Regions from separate parts of the Ovis aries genome. Here region 2 is linked to region 1. A link is a contact called in public Hi-C data. All regions are on one chromosome and are shown on one strand. Each heading gives the region's core, a stretch centred on a gene start, on an enhancer-like site or on the middle of the called end of the contact. The rest is flanking DNA. Distances are from core to core; before and after follow the strand shown.

Region 1 (6,553 bases), core at 3,008-5,507:
CTGCCTGCTCGTGGATGAGATATTCCAGACACAGAATCCATTTAATCAGGAAGAAAGTAACAAGTCAAATAATGCACTAATTCCAGAGAACCGTGAGGAGACTGTGGTTCAGTGGCCAGCCAGGCACAGCCCACCTGACTCAGAAGAATCAGACCTGTCTCAGGGCTTTTCTGGTGGTTCAGAAGGTAAAGAATCTACCTGCAATTCAAAAGACCTGAGTTCAGTCTCTGGATCGGGAAGATCACCTAGGGAAGGGAATGGTTACCCACTTCAGTATTCTTGCCTGGAGAACCCCATGGATGGAGTAGCCTGGTGGGCTACAGTCCATGATGTCACAAAGAGTCAGACATGGCTGAGTGACTCATACACTCTCAGGATTTACAGCTGCTTCTAAAAATGGCAGTCAGAACCAAGACCTCTGGGTTCTGTGTCATTCGTCAAAAGCAATGTAAGTTCAGCTCACTGAGCCTGTTGGTCAGTTCAGTGGTCAGAGTGCTCACAGCTTTGAGCAGGAAAGTGCATCTCTCTCAAAGACTTGCAGAGCTCCCTTCCTGTAAGATTGCAGTGCAGCAAGCATTTCACGAAGAAGCTGCTTTATTGATCATAAAATGCAACATAAACATGGGCTTGCCCTTCACTGAATTCACTGCAAAATTATGTTGTGGAAATTAAATGTGGCTGACTTTTTCCTAATGCTGTGTGTTAAATTCCACTGCTAGACAAATTCGACAGGAAGACAAAAATTATTTTCCTAATTGAGAGATAAATATCCACCATGGGATATGATCATGACTACTATTGATCCCTATATCCCTTGTCTCTAATCTTTCAATGATCTGAAAAGGGTCTCACTATTCTCATTTCAGAGATGGGGGAAAACAAAGCTGAAAGGGTTTCTAGTAACCATCTCCAAGCCAGGGATCAGTGATTCATTTCGAGAGCGGCAGGTGAGAGCGGTCATCGCTGCCTCCTAGGAACACAATAGGGTAATACCTGCCCAGTCTCTGCAAAATACAATTAATAGGATTCCCTTAAAAACACACAATTCTTAGCATAGGCTACTGTTAAGGATTTCCAAGGAAAGTCACCATAAAGAAAGGTGAACGACGTTCCCTGAACGACTTTCCCCATCCTCGTCCTGTCTCTTCATTTCCAGGTGCCATTTGGACTACTTGCTGGAATTCTCACCTCCTTAAAAGGCAAGCTCCTTGTTACCTACGGGAAGTGCCCAGTGGGTGGGTCATGACTGATTAATGATGAACCAGAAGCTGCCAGTAAGCCTTCCTCTCTCAAACGCCATAAACATTTCTGGCCAAAATGGGACTGAACCTGCTCCCTTTGTCCCCTCCTCCTGAGTCACGTCAAATGCGCCCTGCAGCAGGGGCTGGAGAAACCCAGGAGGTGGGTGGTGATCCCCTGGGCCATCCTCACGGGCTACTCTTCACCAAGCAGAGGCCCATCCTGGCTTTACTGGGGCTCATTCAGGTGGCAGGGGCAGCCTCACCCACGCCGGACTCTCAGAGGTCTCAGCTCCTGTCACCCCCTCTCCATCATCTGATGTAGCTGGACGACAGACAGACATTCCAAACCGTATCATCACAGTTCAGTCCTTAGGAAACATTGAGATTCTCTTCCATTTTCTTCAACTAAAAATTTTCTCTATCTGAATGTTGCCCAAAGGCAAGTTTACCACAAAGAGTTAAAGTTTTACAGTTAAAACACTCACACATGTATACATATATGTCTCTTGGGAAGTCACACAGCTTTTGAACTTTCAAGTAAATGACCTATTTTGGGGAGGATGGTAAACTGAGTGAACATAGAGGTGACAGTTGATGAAGATTTTGTCAAATTCCTGCTGAAAGGGAAGACAGGGCACAGCTTACTTACTGCCACTTCACCTACCCCCACAGGGTCACCACTCTGCCATCTCCACGGCCATGCAGTCGGCAAACGACACCCAGGCAGGGCCGCCTTTTTTTACGGTGAGTTAATTGATAAAGCCCATGCTTGTCATCACCTATCTTGTGCATCTGGAAGCAAGTCTTGCACAACCACAATGAAATGTGGTAACATGAAGCTTAAGAAATCAAGGGAAACAGAGCTAGGCTCAATCCATACATGCAAGTCACCAGCATGGGTGCTTGGAAAGCAAGCAATTACAGAGCTTCCAAGATGTGATTTCTGCATCATGGTGAACACGATCCACTGTCAGCAGCTAAGCCTTGTAAAAAGTTACTAATTGTTTGTTCACGTCACCTTCGGATGGGAGCTACGAATTTAAGTAAGAGTTCTAGATCATATGACATCTTTTTTTTTTTTAGTGCAATTATGTAAAGGGAAGTCAGCACAAGGTTTAGCAACATGAATGTGCAGGAACTCACAGTGACAAAGGGCATTCTAGTTAAATCTGACTTTTATTGAAAATTCTGTGCTTACTGCTCAATCCAGCATGGCTCCTATGAGGACATGCAGTACCCAGACTCCATCTCGTCTTTGTCTCTTACCATTCATAGACATTTAGAGAATTCTCATTAAAATTACTTAGAGTGAAACAGAGAGACCATGTTATAAAATAAATCTGGTTAAATACACTTTGCTGTATTGCCTCATTTATGTGATGCATGGACCTAATTTTCTTCTCTTTGTGTCTTAACTATGTACATTAGGTGATGCTTGCCAATTAATGTAGGATATCACATCCCCGACTGCTTTCTCGAGCTTCTTAAACATTAAAAATAAATACGTGCCATCTGTCTCATTTCTTGAAAGCAATTCAAAATGGTTACTTTTGTTTGCTTAGGATTACAGCACAGTTTATAGCTTCAGTGTTTCTGAATTATAAGAAAGTTCTGTCTCCCTTTCTTAAACGTAACTTCATTTTAAGGTAAATCCATCAGGATGAGTGGAAGGCTCTGGTGAGACAGAAACTAGTGCCAGAGGGTGATTAAACCTTTGGTCTTTGGCATTTGAGAGACGTGGCCTGGATGCCAGGCCTGATGCGTCCTACTGAGCCACCTAGAAAAAGCAGCTTCATCTAGTGGTGCCTCAGTAGTCCTCACCTGTGAAATGGGGATAAAGTCTGCCATGTGAAGTACACTGGGAAATATATATGAAGTCACACACAGACACACATATATAACATATTCCCTCCCCAGTTCGTAGTTAAGACATAACAAATGGTAGATACTATCGCTTTCATCATCACCCAGTTTGACGAGGGGAATATTTCAAGTTGGGAAGGAAAGTTGTTAAAAAAAAAAAAGCCTAGCTTACCACAAGCCACAACTACTGAAGCCTGTGTATCTGAGAGTCTGTGCTCTGTAACAAGAGAAGCCGCCGTAGTGAGGAACTGTGGCACCACAACTAGAAAAAAGCCTTTGCGGTGGTGAAGACCCAGCACAGCCAAAGATAAAAAAATAAAATAATACATAGATGCAATTTTTTAAAACTTAGAGAAAAAAAATAGCTCATGGTGGCATAAGGTTAAAAACTAAGAAGGAAGTTACATAGGAAAGCTACGTTCTTTCTCCACAGCAATTAAAATATAAAAGTAAACAACCTGACTCCATCACCTCCCCCGCCCTCTGGGCACACAGGTCAGCTGGGAACCTGTGCCATGGGATTGGTGAGCTGGGAGAACTTAGAGGCTTTGGGCCTGCCGTGGCTACAATGGCTGTTTTCAAAGAGTTGTTTTTTGTTTTTGTTTTGAATTTTAAAAAATGGTATGTATTATGGCACCAAATGTCTAAATAACTTAACTGTAATTAAAGGGGCAAAGGGATATTTGAGAACGTTCCCCTTTCCATTCTAAGTCAGAGCAATTTTCTCAACAATACCGTCTACTGTGGCGTGAGAGAACTTTCTAGATCTGAGCGGAGCATTCCGAGGAGGGTGGACGTGTAATTTGAAGTCCACCCTATACTCACAGACCACAGAATTGCAGTGCTCTACAAAACGCTAGATACATGTGACTAAGCCCAAAATATTTCAGCAATAAGAAAGCTGAGGTCCAGTGTGGCTCAGCAAATTGTCCAAAAGCACACAGAACAGATCTTTTCTTTTAGCTAGGTTTCAACACTTTTGTTAAGCAGAGTGAAAATTTTTGTCCTTCTATAAATATCCTTGGTTTACAGCTGATTCCTTGCATGGCAGTTCTCCTAGCAGCCTTATTTGAACATAACTGGGCTGTTCGGCATAGTCCTCGCATGACAAAGTGGTCAAGTCTCGCTAGTAGTCGAGAATGCATTATCAAGCCTTTATTTAGCGCTACAGTCGGGGCAATCCAACTATTAGTCATCCTGACATGTGCTTTGAACACAACACACCCAAGAGTCCTGGCAAAAACTGCATCTGCTTCCTTCACCCTCCCACACCACACTCCTTTCGAATGGCTGATATTTTTACCGCAGTTCTAGAAAGAAAATTACTTAACATTCCTAATCTGGGGACGCACTTCAGCTTCTCCTCCCCAATTATCAAATTAAGAGGCAGCTTGTGTAAACCCTGCTCACGAGGCCAAATGTAGAACCGCTACAGACGCAGGGGGCCCTTCCTGCAACAACTAGAGAACTTCCCTAAACTAAGAACGAGCTTAAGCTCAATCTCTCGGAAATTTCCAGCATCCCACTGCCCCCTCTAGCAGGCACACACCAGTTCCACCCTGTCCCCACTAAGGAGCTTAACATGATCTGAACACAAACTCGTTTGCCACTCATCACACAGCAGGATTATGATCTCATGCTGGGAAATGTTTCTAGAAAACCAAAAGCTACCCTATTTTCAAAAAAAAAAAAATTTGCGTTGAATGAATCCCATCTGCCTAAAGGGAAAACAACAACAACAAAAAAATTGGTCTATCAGGTAAATAATCTTTCACCTCCTGCCCTATTTTGCTGGTCTGACCAGAGAAGGTGATGGTAGGGCAGGAGAGGTAAGGGAGGGTGTCCTGAAGGCCAGAGGGATGGCTCTGGGGCCTGCTGTCCCCACTGTGTCCTTTCCACCCTCTTGGGTGACAACCCAGCCAGGTGTTCAGGCCAGGTTGGGGGTGGCCCCCATCTCTGGAACAGGTGCCGAGGAGCATCTGACCTTGAACAGGTCCCCAGGAACATCGGAAGTGAACAGGAGGTGCTTGTTCCACGTTCCTCGTTCCTCGGAAGCCTCTGCAGTTTATTCCCAGGCTGGAGTGACAAGTGAAAGCACAGCCAGAGTTTCCTCCTGAGCCCCAAAGCCTGGTGGCCAGGCCCTGGAGAACCCAGTGCGCATCAGGGGACCAACCCCAGGCTCCTATTTCCACCTTTGCTGCCAGGACGGTGAGTGGGAGGGAGACAGGCAAGTGGCTGCTGGGGTTGCATAAGGAAGATTTCCCAAGGAGGAGCCCCGTGATTAATCTGGCAGGAATTTGTTTCAACACTCCCTCCCTCCACACCACCCCGCCACACACAAAACAGCCAGACTCAAGATGCTGATAAGAATTCTTTTATGTTATTCCAATAAAAAATACATTCATACAGAAATATAACAATCTTGCAAAAAACAATTTCAAATAAAATCTTGTAAAACAAAATTTTACAAAAATCTTACAAAGATTTTTTTTCAGATAACAGGGTGCTTCAAAATAAAAAGAAAGAAATTTCACTAATAGAAATTTTTTTTTAATGTCAAGCAAAAAGTTTCTGCTTGATTGAGGCTCAGTTATCACCTGAACAGAATTGTAATTCTTTATGTACTTGCTTATTATGAAAATTACAGGCATTGACATACATGGCACCCAGCCCCACCCAATCAAACCACTCCACGGTGTTTCATAAGTGAGACAAGCCAGTGCAAGTTTTTTATTTTTTGTCTTTTGTTTACCTTCTTGCTTAATGGAACTGTTATGGCTAAGCACACAGCAGGGCCAAAAAAGGAGTTTTTTTTTTTTTCCTCCAAAATCCAGCAAATCAAGTGTCTGGATTTGGAACTGCCAAAAGAAAAAAGTGCATTTTCCCCCTCAGCAAAATAATTTCTTTAGGTAAGTGTATCCATCAGCCCAGATTAAAAAAACAAAACAAACAAACCAGTTATATGAGCTTTTACCATTGCTCATTTTCAGGAAGATCAAACAAAATACCAGCCCAGCCAGACTTATGTGCATATATATATATATATATATAAATATATATAAAGAGAAGATCCACACCCTTGACCAGCAGCTGCATGGAGGATCAGCTGTCCATGCTGTGGTATGCCAATTCGGGGAAATTACTTGTTGGAAAAACTGGAAGAATCTATGTGCTGGAAAAAAAATAGCTTCATCTGCATAAAAAATGCTCTCAAAAAGAATCTCTGTGATTAGCTTACTTTTAGGTTAGATCTTCAATAAGGCTGACATTTGAAATCAAAACCTTAGTGTGTCTGAGACCAAACAACCAGCGGGCTAGTATTCCGTTCATGGCAGTTCTGAATGGCCAAGGGACCCTATCCCAGACCCACCAATTACGATGAGTGACTTGGCAGTCTGGAAGAGATCTGATGCCAAGGGCCTGTGGCAAATAGTTAAATGAAAGATAAA
Region 2 (6,553 bases), core at 2,833-5,332, 110 kb before region 1:
CTCTCACTGTTTCCATTGTTTCCCCATCAATTTACCAAGAAGTGATGGGACTAGATGCCATGATCTTCATTTTTTGAACGCTGAATTTTAAGCCAACTTTTTCACTCTCCACTTTCACTTTCATCAGGAGGCTCTTTAGTTCCTCTTTGCTTTCTGCCATACGCATGGTGTCATCTGCATATCTGAGGTTATTGATATTTCTCCCGGCAATCTTGATTCCAGCTTATGCGTCATCCAGCCTGGCATTTCACATGATGTACTCTGCATAGAAGTTAAGTAAACAGGGTGACAATATACAGCCTTGACATACTCCTTTCTCAATTTGGAACCAGTCTGTTGTTCCATGTCCGGTTCTAACTTTTGCTTCTTGACCTGCATACAGATTTCTCAGGAGGCAGGCAAGGTGATCTGGTATTCTCATTTCTTGAAGAATTTTCCACAGTTTGTTGTGATCCACACAGTCAAGGTGTTGGTGTAGTCAATAAAACAGAAGTAGATGGTTTTTGGAACTCCTCTACTTTTTCGATGATCCAACAGATATTAGCAATTTGATCTCTGGTTCCTCTGCCTTTTCTAAATCCAGCTTGAACATCTGCAAGTTCTTGGTTCACATACTGTTTTTGTTTTTTTTTTTTTTTTTAGTTTTTTATTTTTTAAATTTTAAAATCTTTAATTCTTACATGCGCTCCCAAACATGAACTGTTGAAGCCTGGCTTGGAGAATTTTGAGCACTGCTTTGCTAGTGTGTGAGATGAGTGCAACTGTGAGGTAGTTTGAACATTCCTTGGCACTGCCCTTCTTTGAGATTGGAATGGAAACTGACCTTTTCCAGTCCTGTGGCCACTGCTACATTTTCCAAGTTTGTTGGCATATTTAGTGCAGCACTTTCACAGCATCGTCTTTTAGGATTTGAAATAGCTCAACTGGAATTTCATCACCTCCACTAACTTTGCTCATAGTGATGCTTCCTAAGGTCCACTTGACTTCGCATCCCAGGATGTCTGGCTCTAGGTAAGTGATCACACCATGGTGGTTACATGATTACGGAGGCCAGAAAGGCTTCCTCTGCAAGCTAGAGACCCAGGAAAGCCGGAGGTGAGATTCAGTTTGAGTCTCAAGGCATGAGAACCAGGAGCCCTAGTGTGAGGACAAGAGAAGATGGCCATCTCAGCTCAGCTCATTCCTCAGCCTTCTTGTTCTATTATTTGAGCCCTCAAAGGACTGGTTGATGCCCTCCAGCATTTGTAAGCTGATCTCCTTTACTGATTCTGATGCTAACGTCTTCCAGAATCTTTCTCAAGGCACACTTAGAATGTTTTGCCAGTTATCTGCATATCCCTCGTCCAGTTCAAGTTGATACATATAATTAACCATCACAGGGGCTAACAGAGTATCCATTTCCAAAACAACAAGAATTTCTAAAACTTACTGAGCACAGTAAAACAAACAAAAAGATTAAAATGACTTAATAAAATTTTTTCTTTTCACCTAGAAAATTTATAAGTATTCTTTTTTCTCGTTACTAAGAAAATAAAATCATAAATTTGTTTTGGCTGAATGTGACTGGACGAGTCTTTGACGAGATGTATTTCCATGCATTAGGGAGGTAAGACTACTTTTCAATATTTCATAACTTTTTCAGTATCTTCATATGTGAAAAGGAAGTTCAATCCCAGCACCGGCACATTGGTCATCTCTAAAGCAAGAAGTGAGTTGAGCACAGAGAGACAGAAAATACAAAATTCTTCCAGTGTGACTTCAAAATGGACACTTACATTTTAAGTTACCATAAGCACATCACCTGTTCCCAAAGCCCATAGAAGACAACCTTTTGGAGGAGCTTCCTGAAGCCCGGCCCCAACCAAACTCCTTCTGGCCCTCCACGTGGGCAAGAGATGGCATCACTTGTGAATCAGGCAAAGCAAAGGACCCAGTCAAGATCCAGCGGGCACAATGCTGTGCAGACGGTGGCTGACCAAGACCTGGGGGTCGAGTGGCACGGGCATGAGGACTCCTCTGAGAGGAGAGCAGGGGAGAGCACAGGGTGTGCAGCTGCAGCAGGGCTCCAATGGCAGCAACTGTCAGGGGTCAAGGCGCAGGCCAGCTGGCGGGAAGACACAGCAGAACCTGACTGCTGGTGTCCTGGGGGCAGAGTCAGAACGGGCACCACAGGGGGCACCGTGCACACCACTGCCCCAAATGCCTTCCCTCGTGATGCCCCCTGAGTCCATGATGTGCTCTGAGTCCTCCTGGGCAGACCAGGGCAAGGAGCTGTAAAACCACTTTCTTAACCAAGGCTTCCCTTTGCCTATTGATCTGGCCTATATTTTCTCCAAACTGCTGCTGCTGCTAAGTCGCTTTAGTCATGTCTAACTCTGTGTGACCCCATAGACGGCAGCCCGCCAGGCTCCCCCGTCCTGGGATTCTCCAGGCAAGAACACTGGAGTGGGTTGCCACTTCCTTCTCCAATGCATGAAAGTGAAAAGTGAAAGTGAAGTCGCAAAAAAAAAAAAAAAAAAAAAAGAAAGTGAAGTCACTCATGTCCAAACTAGGAAATACAATTAACGGCTTTGGTTTAACAACTTCTTTCCTTTTACATTTTGTAAACCTGAAAGCTATAAATGAATAAACTGAAATGGTAACAATGTCTACACACGGAAAACTAAATTCACTAAAAAAAAAGATGACATCAGCAAGAAGGTGAGAGCAAGACCTGTCACCATAAAATGCTCTTCAGGTGCTGTCTGGGGCTGCCATGTGACACCAGTCAGCACCTTCCAAGTGTCGCTGTGAGGGACAGCTGCAGAATGAGTTACATTTTCTTCTGAAATATGACTTTACTACTACAGTGGTATTTACAGGGAAGGTGTGCAAAGAGATTGTTACTTTTTGTCTTCGAACTAGAATATATTTCCAATTCTAACTTCAACGTTTCCAAGTGAAGGGCTGTTAAGAATAGCATTTTGTCATAAAATAAACCCTTGACTATAAGAGGAATTCAAAGAAGCAGAATATAATTTTCCTCTACCCATTATTTTTCATCCACAATTTTTGCTTTTCCATCCAGTATTTCTCTCTGCAATGGAAGAAGTGACATTTCCACTGTGGCATAAGGATGCCCCTGTGGAGTCTGGAATCTAATTCTGATAATTTTTAAAATGCCTATTGGTCATTATTTTTCCATTTTGTCTGCCAACCTTACCATGGTAAAATATACGCCATTCTAGAATTCTTTCTCCCATACCTTTGCAACCTGTATTATGTTTGGATCATTTCCCTTTGCTGCTAACATTGCCAAATTCTCAGAGATCATCTACATGTTTCGGCAATGTGAGAAGAGGTTGAAACTGCCATTGTTTTTGCCCTAACTGGCCTGAGTCAGCCGATGGGAATTCTGATTATATGCTCTTAGGCCAAAACGAGAAGCTGGTTTGGAAAACTTCTGGAAATATCAATCCAAGAACATTTCTTTCTTATTTATGTATATCAGTCATTTTATTTCCTACTGAGAATTATTTATATCATTCAGAATTTCCAAGTACAGAAGAACATGACTTTGAAATCCCATGGTTTCTGGAAATCTTTCAGAAAGGAAAAGGAGATGAAATGGATCAGTAATCAAGCAGACTTTGCTCCTCTGCTCCATTCTCCGCTTTTTGAAAAAAGCAGGCATTCTTTCCCTCTTACAAGCCAACCTCTTCCCTCTTACTTGTAGGTTATTTTATATACTATGATTCGTCTTTTTTAAGTTTACACATGATCAGGACACTGGTTGAAAGACTGTGGTCTTAATACACTGGGTATTCAATACAGCAAGGAAAGCCATGAAGAATATACCACATACAAACAGATACATGAGCTTGCATTTATGTGGATGGGGGATGGGAGGGGGTGAGAGAGAGAGAGGTGAAAATATGGCTGAGTTAGGGACTGACTGTCAAAAGCAGAACATGAGTGAAGGTTATCCTTCTCTCCTGTGTTTATCCAACTTTGGATTCTACTTAAATTGAAGAAATAGTCATCAGTTCATCCACTCACTCACTACACAATTTGTGAGCCTCTGGTAATATGAGACATTATTCTGGATTCCAGGGCTGCCACGATGAGTAAGCAGAGCAGTCCAACTCAAGGAGCTTCCATTAGAAGGGAAAAAGAAGGACAACAGACAAATGAAAACTTCAATGTCAGAAGCAGAGCGGTGACATGATAAAAACAGAGAGAAGCAATGACAACGATTCAGCAGACTGCTTTAGACGATGTCATGCGGAAAGGCCCCTCTGAGAGGTGACATGAAACCAAGCCCGGACAAGAGTCAGCCACGTGACTCATTTAAAGGCTCGAACCCAAATACCAAGCATGAAGATCAAGAAACAAGAGTTAGAACTAGACATGAAACAATGGACTGGTTCAAAGTTGGGAAAGGAGCATGTCAAGGCTGTATACTGTCACCCTGTTTATTGAACTTACATGCAGAGTACATCATGTGAAATGCCAGGGTGGATGAATCACAAACTGGAATGAAGATTGCCAGGAGAAATACCAACAACCTCAGATACCATTCTAATGGCAGAAAGTGAAGAGGAACTAAAGAGTCTCTTAATGAAGGTGAAAGAGGAGAGTGAAAAAGCTGGCTCAAAACTCAACATTCCAAATAATTAAGATCACTGCATCTGGTCCCATCACTTCATGGCAAACAGATGGGGGAAAAAATGGAAACAATGATAGATTTTCTTTACTTGGGCTCCAAAATCACTGTGGATGATGACAGCAGCCATGACATTTGAAGACACTTGCTCTTTGAAAAGAAAGCTACAACAGACCTAGACAATGCATTAAAAAGCAAAGATATCACTTTGCCAACAAAGGCCCATATAGTCAATGCTGGGGTTTCTCCAGTAGTCATGTTCGGATATGAGTGTTGGACCATTAGGAAGGCTGAGTGCTAGAGAATTGATGCTTTCAAACTGTGGTGCTGGAGAAGATTCTTGAGAATCCCTTGGACAGCAAGATGATCAAACCAGTTAATCCCAAAGGAGATCAACCCTGAATATTCATTGGAAGGACTGATGCTGAAGCTCCAATACTTTGGCCACCTGATGTGAAGAGCTGACTCACTGGGAAAGACTCTGATGCTGGCAAAGATAGAAGGCAAGACGAGAAGGGGGTGACACAGAATGAGATGGTTGGATGGCATCACCAACTCCGTGGACATGAGTCTGAGCAAGCTCCAGGTGATAGTGAAGAATGGAAGCCTGGCATGCTGCAGTCCATGGGATCGCAAAGAGTCAGACACAACTTAGAGACTGAACAACAACAACAATCTAAGAAGGAGCTTAAGCTGTTTTAGCAACACCAAGAAGTCCAGTGTGACCAGGGTGAGAGTGGACACTAAGGGAGCAGGGGTGGTGGGAAAAGAACACAGGTGGGAGAGGGTGGGTGCCCCATCACACAGGACCACTTAGGTACAAATACGCAGAAGCCACTGGTAGGATATGAGAAGAAGATGGTACTGTCTGATTACAATTTTTTTGTAGCTCACCTCGGTGGCTGTGTGGAGAAAGGTATGCAGGAAGAATAAAGAATAAATAAAGAAGACCCCGTAAGAAAAAATGTGAGGGGGTTCAGGAAGAGATGATGCTGTACCTGAAGGAAAGATGGAAGGAAGGGGGATTTGAGAGAGGTTCTGGAAGCATGCTGTTTCCAGTGTTTTAGCTTCAGCAACTGTGTTTACTGATGTGTGTTCTGAGATGGGGAAGACGGGGTGACAAGATAACATTCTGGTAAGTTTAAGATGCTGATAAACATCTAAGTGGATCTGCCAAATAGGCAACTGAATAAAAGTGTGTAGAGAAGGTTATGACTGGAGTCAGAAAGTTGAGAGTCACAGGTTAGGAGACACCAGAAGGTCTTGGAGATTTGGTCCTATCAAAAATGCCCTGGAGCACACCCGTCCCTGACAAATGGCCTTTGATATTTGGTCCTGGCAAACATGTCCACACTTGGCACATCTCCCTGGGTTCAAATAGCCCACAACTGTTTTTATACATAAAAATATTATCCTGTTTCACTGTCCAATAATTTCACTGTGGCTATATTGCCAGTAAAAATCTTTCTGGTATCTATCTGGTAGAAGCACATGGGGTTAGGTAGATGGATTGGGATCAGATCTTTCAGAAGGGTTTATAACAGCTGCATGTACTGAGAAGAGGTCTACAGCCAGAGAAATGCACAAAGGACAGGTTGAGGATGTGACCTCACAGTGCATGATACATTAATATATCCCTGGGCATGTAGCTGGATGTGGCTGGGTGGTTCCATAACAGCAGAGTTCCAGCCGCTACAGCAGATAGGCCACTAACCTGGTATAAATATTCACAAAGTGTCTTGCAGGCGTGAGAACTGGTGTGGCTTCCTAAGACATACTAGACGGATGTAACAGCTTCCATGAGGGGAACACCAGGCCTCTAATTAACTAATTAACCCATTTTCCATTTGAGGGGGCAGAGGCCAGACAGATGGGAGTTGCTGCCAAAGAAACAACACCCTTCCCTCC

The links. Hi-C and Micro-C count contacts between places; a contact is called where the count stands out from the background.
Region 2: a contact with region 1 is called in a Hi-C map of blood, with 4 times the contacts expected there. The contact joins two enhancer-like sites. A contact is called at or near these places in 3 of 16 Hi-C or Micro-C datasets (blood, skin fibroblasts and tail adipose tissue).

The regions. Positions count from the first base shown.
Region 1 is chr13:44,190,020-44,196,572 of ARS-UI_Ramb_v3.0, reverse strand. It overlaps KLF6 (KLF transcription factor 6), which reads right to left. Exons shown (of 4, transcript XM_012188639.4): 4 at 5,463-6,553. Among named protein-coding and RNA genes, the nearest start is that of KLF6, 11 kb to the right of the region's middle. Within about 2 kb of position 4,257, at least 27 of the 54 cell types and tissues checked have an H3K27ac peak or open chromatin away from gene starts, as enhancers often do.
Region 2 is chr13:44,303,345-44,309,897 of ARS-UI_Ramb_v3.0, reverse strand. No RefSeq gene overlaps it. Among named protein-coding and RNA genes, the nearest start is that of KLF6, 120 kb to the right of the region's middle. Within about 2 kb of position 4,082, at least 2 of the 54 cell types and tissues checked have an H3K27ac peak or open chromatin away from gene starts, as enhancers often do.